3 separate regions of the Mus musculus genome follow, and regions 1 and 2 are each linked to region 3. A link is a contact called in public Hi-C and HiChIP or PLAC-seq data. All regions are on one chromosome and are shown on one strand. Each heading gives the region's core, a stretch centred on a gene start, on an enhancer-like site or on the middle of the called end of the contact. The rest is flanking DNA. Distances are from core to core; before and after follow the strand shown. Region 1 overlaps Pakap (paralemmin A kinase anchor protein). Region 2 overlaps Pakap (paralemmin A kinase anchor protein). Region 3 overlaps Pakap (paralemmin A kinase anchor protein).

Region 1 (2,700 bases), core at 74-2,573, 130 kb before region 3:
TTATGTCATAAATGTGAGTACACTGTTGCTGCCTTCAGACACACCAGAAGAAGGCATCGGATCCCATTACAGATGGTTGTGAACCACCATGTGGTTGGTTACTGGGAATTGAAGTCAGTACCTCTGGAAGAGCAGTCAGTGCTCTTATTCGCTTAGCCATCTCTCCAGCCCCCTAAGTATAGGCTTTTTGAGCACCACTTTCTAAGTTCACGAGACTACTGCTATCCCTGAAGGACCTTGATTTTTTTTCTTTCTTAATAAACTTTTTCTGTTTCTAGATAACAACAGTGATAACTATGTTCAGTGCAATGTTATTTTTTTTAAAAATAACTTTTTTAAAGGTTTATTTATTTTATATATGTGAGTACATTGTAGCTGTCTTCAGACACATCAGAAGAAGACATCAGATTGGATTTGAACTCAGGGCCTCTGGAAGAACAGTCAGTGCTCTTAACCACTGAGCCATCTCTCCAGCCCCCATGCAATGATATGTATAAAGTCAAATACTAGAAGCCAGTACATCAGTGAGCCGCAGACACAGCTTGGGAGTAGCACACTGGCCAAGCACCCAGCATGTATGATGCCCTAGGTTCAACCACCAGCTCCCCCAAAATTAAATAAATGAGGGCACACGTAATTGAGATAGCACAGAGGGTAGAGTGCTTCCCTTGAAAGCCTGAGATCAGCATTTGAACCCCCAGATCCACATAAAAGTGGAGAGAACTGATCCCCAAATGTTGACCTCTGGCCTCCATCCGTGTAGGGTAGGGGGCACATGTACACCCACAACAGTAATTTAATAAATAAAAACTTAAAAGAATAAAATAAACAAGAAGCTACGAAATCACCCCTAATATAAACCACCTGATAAATTCCAGTGGCTAATATGTAGCCATTAAAGACACATACATACACTAAATGAATAAGTAAAAAAAAAAAAAAATTAAACAAACAGACAGATACAATTTCGGGAAGGGGAAGCGCATGACAAGCAATAACTCATGAACGAGAGCCATCTTTAAAAAGTTCTCTACAAAGAAGTGAACCTCCAGGCTGAGTTTTCTTTTCATTAGTTTTGCACTGTTTTTGTTACTGTTGCTTTATTTTGTTTTGACGAAGAGTTTTGCTTTGCGGCCAAGAATAACTTCAGATGTAGCATCCTCCTGCCCCAGGTCCTTGAGTGCCGGACCTCAGGCCTCTGACTCCACACCTAGCATTTTTACGGTGTTTTGTTTTGTTTTAAATCTGTCTTTGATAGTGGGCAAGCACTTTTCATAGCCCGGGAAGGAACAAATCATGTGAACATCTGAGTCAGGCCACAGGCATTTGGAGGTACCAGCCTGATGCGTCACATCGTGGAATGTGCATGGAGGACATCTAATCTCATCAGGCTGAGCTCTGTTTGCAGTATCACGTTAGTATATCACATTAGTAGCAGATTGAAATGACCTGGGCCTCAGTAGAATGTCACTGGAGCAGCATATGACCCCCTCAGTGTCTTCCCACCATGATCCCATAGCTTTGCTGGTGCTCAGGAGAAGTAGCTAGTGGCACTATTAGGAGATGTGGCCTTGTTGCAGAAAGTGTGTCACTAGGGGACAGGCTCTGAGGTCCCAGATGCTCAAGCCACACCCAGTGTGTCATTCACTTCCTATACTGCCTGTGGATCCAGATGTAGATCTCTCAGATTCCTCTCCAGCACTGTGTTTGCCCGAATACTGACTGCCATGCTTCTTGTCATGATGATAATGGATGAAACCTCTGAACCCCAGTTACATGTTTTCCTTTATAAGAGTTGCTATGGTCATGGTGTCTCTTCACTGCAATGAAAACTGCAATGCAACTAAGACAGAAAAATAGTGATACTTTTCTTTACCTATTTACAATTTCTAAAAATTAGAATTTTACCAGGAAGTAGTTCGATTGGCAGCGTCTTTGCCCATCCTGAAGCCCTGGGCTCAGGCCCTGGTTTCTCATATACTGGGATAGGATGATCATATAGACCTCTAATCCCAGCACTCAGGAAGTGGAGACAGGAGGATCATAAACTCAAGGTCATCTCTGGTTACATAATGAGTTAGAGGTTAGCCGGAGATATATGAGACCCTGTCTCAATAGATTAATTATAAAATTAGAATATATGGCATGCATATATTATTCTGAGTCCGTTGTAGACATAATGCTCCACTGTTTTTATTCAGTGAATATGTCCTTTAAAAAAAAAACACCAAAACAACAAAACAAAAACAAAGCCAAAGCCAGCCTCACCCTTGATTGGATTCTAGTTCCCAGATTACAGACCCCAGACAAAATGGTCCAATTCAAGGTCCCCAGTGCCATTCAGGTCTCATATCATGAACCTCTTCCAATGTGGGACACTTTCTAGACTCTCTCTTATGGCTCATGACCTTTTAACATCACAGCTATTTCATTGAGTATCCCTAGTTAAGATAATATAAAAGACAGAAAAATTTACAAGTAGGGTTGGAAAGATGACTCGGGGATAAGAATAGCTATGGATCTTCCAGAGGACTCAAGTTTTATCTTCCAAGTTTATTTCCTAGTGCCTACACTGGGGTGTTCATCATGAAACTACGGCTCCACAGGAGCCAATGCCTTCTTCTGGCCTCGGTGAGCAATGTATTCATGTGCATGTGTGTGAGTGTGCACACACACACTCATACTCACACTTAAAAATAG
Region 2 (2,700 bases), core at 120-2,619, 150 kb before region 3:
AGCCTCTATTCTCCTGCCTCTGAGTTCAGGTTTTACAAACCTGTGCCACCAATGCCCACATAAATGTCCCTTCCTAAACCAGTATGAGTGCCAAGCCCACAATCCTTGCTTCCAAGAGCATGTCAGAGCTTTTACAACCACACAAACCTCCTTATATTAAAAGTCCACATTGTACTTACATACAATAATAAATAAATCTTTGAAGAAAAAAAAAACAACAACAACCAACCAAAAGACAGGGCTCGGGAGCTATTCAGCAGGTAAGAACCCTCACCATGCAAGCATGAGAGCCTGAGTTCAAAGCCGCAGTGCCCATGTAAAAGGCCTGTATGGAACACCAGCATAGGAGACGAGACAGACAGGTGCCTCTCAGGAGCATCTGGCCAGAAAGCCTAGCCAAGTCAGCAAGCTTTTGGTTCACTTAGAGAACGTTTCCCAAAATCATGAGGCCAGAAGCCATAGAAGATACCCAGCATCCTTCTATGCACGTGCAGACACAGGTGTGTACCCTCCCCACACGTGCACCCTACAAGACACACATACACAGGATAAATAAGACACACATATGGGAGGATGTGGGACTGTTATATCTTAGTTTTTCTGCATGCAAGTGAAAATGAATAAATCCTAAACAAGGGGTTTTTGTTTTTGTTTTTTTTTTTTTTTTTTTTTTTTGCTTTAAACAAACCCATTTCATATATATACAAGCACACCCTCCCCCGTGCACACACACCCCCCTTCCATAACCTCAAGAGAACCACCTGGGATTAGAGAAGCAGGAAGCCAGCGCACACAGCTTCCTAAATAGACTTAAGTAATTTCCAGAGAGTTCTGAAAATGTAGTCCTGATTCTGTGTTTGTCTGTTTTTAATCCACATGAGCTGGAAGAAGCCCACGTAAGCAGATGGTACCCCCTTCACTTTACAAGACTTTCTCTCCCCAGGCAGGTTAGAATCCTCCGGACTCTCTGACCCAGGCCGAGAGACACCCAGATGCATAAACAACCCCCCCCCCCCCACCTCCACAAGTCAGAGTACTTGGCCAGAAGAGGGCCTCCGATGAGATGCAAAGAATTTGTTTCAAGCAATAGAAAAAGGAGGTGCCCCTGGCCTTTGCTCGTGCCTCCTCCACAGCCAGCACGTTCAGGATCATGCTACACAACTGGAGCAGACTTCACAGCACACTGTGAGCCTGGCTTCCTCGCAGTTTGCCTGAGATTGTTACGAGTTGGTTTAAAACCATCATACACTCAATCATCTGCTTAAAATCCCCAGAGAACTGCCTCCCCGGAAACAAAGCGCTGTGTAAGGAAAGGTAGGGGAGGGCCTGGGTAATAAGCAGGGAGAAAGGAGACATTGGCAGGCTCTCGGCTCCTCACTCTGGCTTTCTTAAAGAAACAGTGTCCACAGGAACACAGCACGGTTAGATCTGGAAGTGTCAGGGAGGGGGGCTTTTCCTTTCTAGGTGACTCAGTGCTTTGAGTTCATCAATGCAAGGTCCTTAAAGAAGAGAAGGCTGTTGGGTGTAGCTCCACACAGCTGGGAATCCCAGGCCTTGGAAGGGAGGATCAAGTTCAAGGAGGACACATATGGAGGTGGACACACAGGATCAGAAGTCCAAGATCTTCCCCTGCTACAGAGAGACTTCAAGGTCAGCATGGGTTACTACATGAGATAAGGTCTCACATGAACTGGTGAGAGAGAGAGAGAGAGAGAGAGAGAGAATAATAGGATAAAAGAGAAATGTGGGTCAGAAGATGACTCAGTGGGTAGAGGAGCTTGCCGCCAAGCCTGATGACCTGAGTTGGATCCCTGGAGCCCACATGGTAGAAATAAACAATCAGCTCCCTATAAGCTGTCCTCTAACCTCCACATTCGTGTCCTAGCATTTGAGGGCGCTCCAGCACATACATACAAAATAAATAAATAAACCAATGTAATTAAAAGTAGAAATGAGCCTCCTCCCTTGAGGTGTGCCAGATATGCGCTCTCAAAAGACAACTCCACCACGAAGGTGATCCCGCGACCTACCGAGAAGAGGGAGAACAGCATCCAGGTAGCGATCATGACCTGCCGCCCCCGCTGTGACACCTAACCTTGAGAATCAGCTGCTGGGAAAGTTTCACCCGGCTTTCCTTCTCTTTCTCCGATCTCACATCAGATGTGAGGACACGGCCGGCAGCCAGGTCACAGTGCTCAGGTGAAGCAGGAGCAGCTTGTACCTCGCACCTGCGCGTTTGTATTGGACAGACACAGACCTAAGAGACACGGAGTGCAACGTGAACCCGCCCAGCTTCTCCGATTCAAAGGTTACAGCTTGGAACCATGTTGGAACCTTCAAGGACGAATGAAACGGGAGTCGACTGTATTTATTTTTACACACCTCTCACGATCACCTTACACTTATCAGCCTGATTATGATTTAACAAATAAGTGGGCTATCCGTTGAATTTAAATGATTTTAAAGTCCCAGGTAAGGAAGGCTTCTCTTGTGTGTTCATATTAAGTCACGCACGGCTCTGGCTTGTTTTATAATGGCAGAAAGTGACCTTTAAGGCTTCTTGTAAAGCCGTTGACTCTCCACAATAAGGAAAGGACACTGGACACTGTGTTTACAGTAAAGAGAAGTAACCATTGGCTCCAACAAAGGCACCTTTACAGAGACAGAGAAAACCTGTTCCCAGGAGGTGAGGCCCTGGTA
Region 3 (2,700 bases), core at 62-2,561:
AGGGTAAGGCTGGATTCAGGAACTCAAGCAGAAGCCATGGAAGACCACTGTTTACTGGCTTGCTTCTTTCTCATGCATGGCTCACTCAGCCTGCCTTCTTATAGCACCCAGGACCACCAGCCATGATTCCACATTGATCTGGCCCCTCCTACATTATTCATCAAGCAAGAAATGCATATGGGAGAGAACCCACAGGCCAGCCTGATCAGGGCATTTCTTAATTGAGGGTCCTTCTTCCAAAATGTCAGCTTGTGTCAAGTTGACATGAAACGAGGCAGGACATGCTTTAGCTACCCAAACAAGGACAGGACAGAATTTCACAATCTTGATGCCTAGAGTAAGATCTTACGGGAGGAGAAAAATCACCGAGGCACAGATGTGTTTAGGAGTCCTGGCAGCCAATGAAGAGTGAAGGCGCAAGTGGGAATGAGAATCTCAGAAGGGGTGAACTACATCCAGCTTTCAGAACAGGAACAGGAAGTGACGGGGTGGGGGTGGGGTTAAGGGAAGGAGGTTGATCCTGAAAGGCAAGTCGTGGCGGTGGGAGCTGCAGAGAGCTCAGCAGTTAAGAGTGAGGATTCAAGTTCAGATCCAAGCACCCAAGTTAGAAGGCTCACAAACACTTGGAACTCCAGCTTCAAAGAATCCCACACCCTTTCTTGGCCTCTGTTGGCTCCTGCGCACACATGTCCACAAGCACTCACACAGACACATATATACATACATGTAAACTTTAAAAAAAAATTAAAAGAAGTGATTGGATCGACTATGTTCTAGAAAGACTGTGCGGAACCAAATGTGGTATGAGCCATAGTGGAAAACAAATAGTTTTATTTGCTGTCGTTATAATGGCATTGGTGACTTCCTAACCAAATGCTGTGCGCTACAGTGGCCCACAGGCTGGGGGGGTGGGGGGGGGGCAGAAGAGATTAAGCATCATTCAACTGTGAGACTGTGCCTAAAAATGAATGGGGTTGCCCAGTGTCTAGAATTTGTGTGTGTTCAGCAAGACCTTGGCTTTCTCCCTTCTCAGCCCACCTCCCTGTCAGACTAGTTCCTACAGCAGCTGGGCTGCCCGAGACCCACAGGGCTCCTCTTCCTGAGAAAGGGGAGGAAATTCGACAGCAGGTAGTCCTTCCTCCACTGGAGATCTAAGGTTAAGTGTGAGTCAAGGAACATCAAGCCTGTAACTTAAAAATCTCCCAAGGACTGAAATTGTCTCTACTCCACAAGTTCTCACTACAGGGACAATAAGCACCCGCTAAGATGCTTCTCAACGCCCTCATCCGGCCAGAGCAGGAAACACCTGGAGGAACAGTCTGCAAACACAGGCTTGTCTTCCAGTGATCCCAGGCACCCGACAATGAACCCTGGGAGGGCTATAGACACATCTCAGCCCAGCACTGCTGGCCTCTTTGGAGCCTCTCTGACATTTCTTTGTCAGTCTACCCCCTCACAGATACAACAGAAACATTCTATCTTTAAAATGCCAGTGAGAAGGTCCTATGGCGCTTTTTGCTGCGGCTTAGGGTTTTGAGGTAGAAGCAGCTTCGCCCTGGCTCAGGCTCATGTGTGCCCCCTAGTGGCTGGATCATGTAAAGGCTCAGGGATGGACTGGGTTTCAGTGAGGATGGCTGGTCTGCATCCTAGGCGGTCTCTTAAGTCAGCTGAGCTGACCACTATCTTACCATATTTATTATGGTGTTTTGAAACAGCTATTATGACGAAAATGCTATTCTGAGAAAGGTTTGGATTTCTGGAACTTTCAGTCCACATGTAAGATTAAGATTTCCCTTACATCAGGAACTCCCCAATGGAAACTTCCAGATGCAAAATGATTCATGTGTAGGGATCAAAGCCAGAGAATGGCACTCCTTAAGCCAAATTAGAGTTTTTGTAACACGTGAGTTCAGAGCCAAAGAAAAACAATGCCGTTTAAGATTTCTCCTGTACTGTGCAAGACATGTAGCTCAGTGGCAGAAACACTTCCCCTTTGTTTGCGAGAGCCCCACTTCCATTCCAGAACTGGAAAAATCAAAACAAAATGATTTAGCGACAGATTTAAGCTTTTAAGCAAAACCTTCTGACAGAGAGACAACCTGATAGACCATTTGAAATTCAAGAACTGGAAAGCGAGACATAGACTGAAAAGTCTTTTATTTATTTATTTTTAAAAATTTCAGACTGAAAAAACTTTTCCAGGAATGCTTGAATTTCAGTTTTGGTTTTGCAGAGTCTCGTGTAGGCTGGTGTGGCCTTGCATTCACAATGTTCTGAGGGGGCCTTGACCTTCCGATGCTCTTGTGTCCACAGACCTAGTGCTGGTATTGTAGGCATCACCACTACTCCTGACTTCTAGGTTTCAGATTTTGGGATACTTGAGCATGGGTAATGGGAGTCCTTGGAGATGGGATGGAAATCTTAGTTACATTCTACATAGGCTTCATTCACATAGCCTGACGCTAATTTTATACACTCAATATTTTAAATCATTTTGCCTATGAAACAAAGGCTCTTGGTGTGGAATTCTCCAACTGTGGTATTATAACACATGAAGCAGTTTCCAGCTTTGGAGCATTTCAGAGTTGGGATCTGGAGGATTAAGAATGCTAAAGCTATAGGGCATAGTGTGCTGAAACTGAACACACTGGTCACGCTTGAGACAGACAGACAGACAGACACACACAGACACACAGACAC

The links. HiChIP or PLAC-seq counts read pairs in DNA pulled down with a chosen protein or histone mark. A called contact is a pair of places that touch in the nucleus more often than the background predicts.
Region 1: a contact with region 3 is called in a CTCF HiChIP or PLAC-seq map of the NIH/3T3 cell line, with 16 read pairs. The contact joins two enhancer-like sites. A contact is called at or near these places in 6 of 15 datasets of contacts at CTCF or cohesin (CD8 T cells, the NIH/3T3 cell line, large pre-B cells and 2 more), 36 of 484 Hi-C or Micro-C datasets (the AML12 cell line, B cells, the C2C12 cell line and 22 more), 22 of 115 datasets of contacts at active chromatin or transcription factors (the NIH/3T3 cell line, bone marrow-derived macrophages, embryonic hindbrain and 10 more) and 1 of 9 other capture datasets (embryonic stem cells).
Region 2: a contact with region 3 is called in a Hi-C map of uterus, with 3 times the contacts expected there. The contact joins two enhancer-like sites. A contact is called at or near these places in 7 of 15 datasets of contacts at CTCF or cohesin (CD8 T cells, the NIH/3T3 cell line, embryonic stem cells and 3 more), 7 of 484 Hi-C or Micro-C datasets (double positive thymocytes, embryonic stem cells, muscle stem cells and 2 more), 18 of 115 datasets of contacts at active chromatin or transcription factors (the NIH/3T3 cell line, differentiating embryonic stem cells, embryonic forebrain and 12 more) and 4 of 9 other capture datasets (adipose tissue, embryonic stem cells, liver and 1 more).

Annotation. Positions count from the first base shown.
Region 1 is chr4:57,803,749-57,806,448 of GRCm38.p6, reverse strand. All of the region lies in intron 7 of Pakap (paralemmin A kinase anchor protein), which reads right to left. Among named protein-coding and RNA genes, the nearest start is that of Gm35099, 50 kb to the right of the region's middle. Within about 2 kb of position 1,323, at least 44 of the 459 cell types and tissues checked have an H3K27ac peak or open chromatin away from gene starts, as enhancers often do. A contact at or near this core is called in the NIH/3T3 cell line, embryonic fibroblasts, muscle stem cells and 2 more, where this site is marked.
Region 2 is chr4:57,820,585-57,823,284 of GRCm38.p6, reverse strand. All of the region lies in intron 7 of Pakap (paralemmin A kinase anchor protein), which reads right to left. Among named protein-coding and RNA genes, the nearest start is that of Gm26138, 56 kb to the left of the region's middle. Within about 2 kb of position 1,369, at least 83 of the 459 cell types and tissues checked have an H3K27ac peak or open chromatin away from gene starts, as enhancers often do. A contact at or near this core is called in adipose tissue, double positive thymocytes, heart atrium and 4 more, where this site is marked.
Region 3 is chr4:57,672,337-57,675,036 of GRCm38.p6, reverse strand. The region is part of intron 4 of Pakap (paralemmin A kinase anchor protein); the gene reads right to left. Among named protein-coding and RNA genes, the nearest start is that of Gm52699, 52 kb to the right of the region's middle. Within about 2 kb of position 1,311, at least 107 of the 459 cell types and tissues checked have an H3K27ac peak or open chromatin away from gene starts, as enhancers often do. A contact at or near this core is called in the NIH/3T3 cell line, adipose tissue, double positive thymocytes and 7 more, where this site is marked.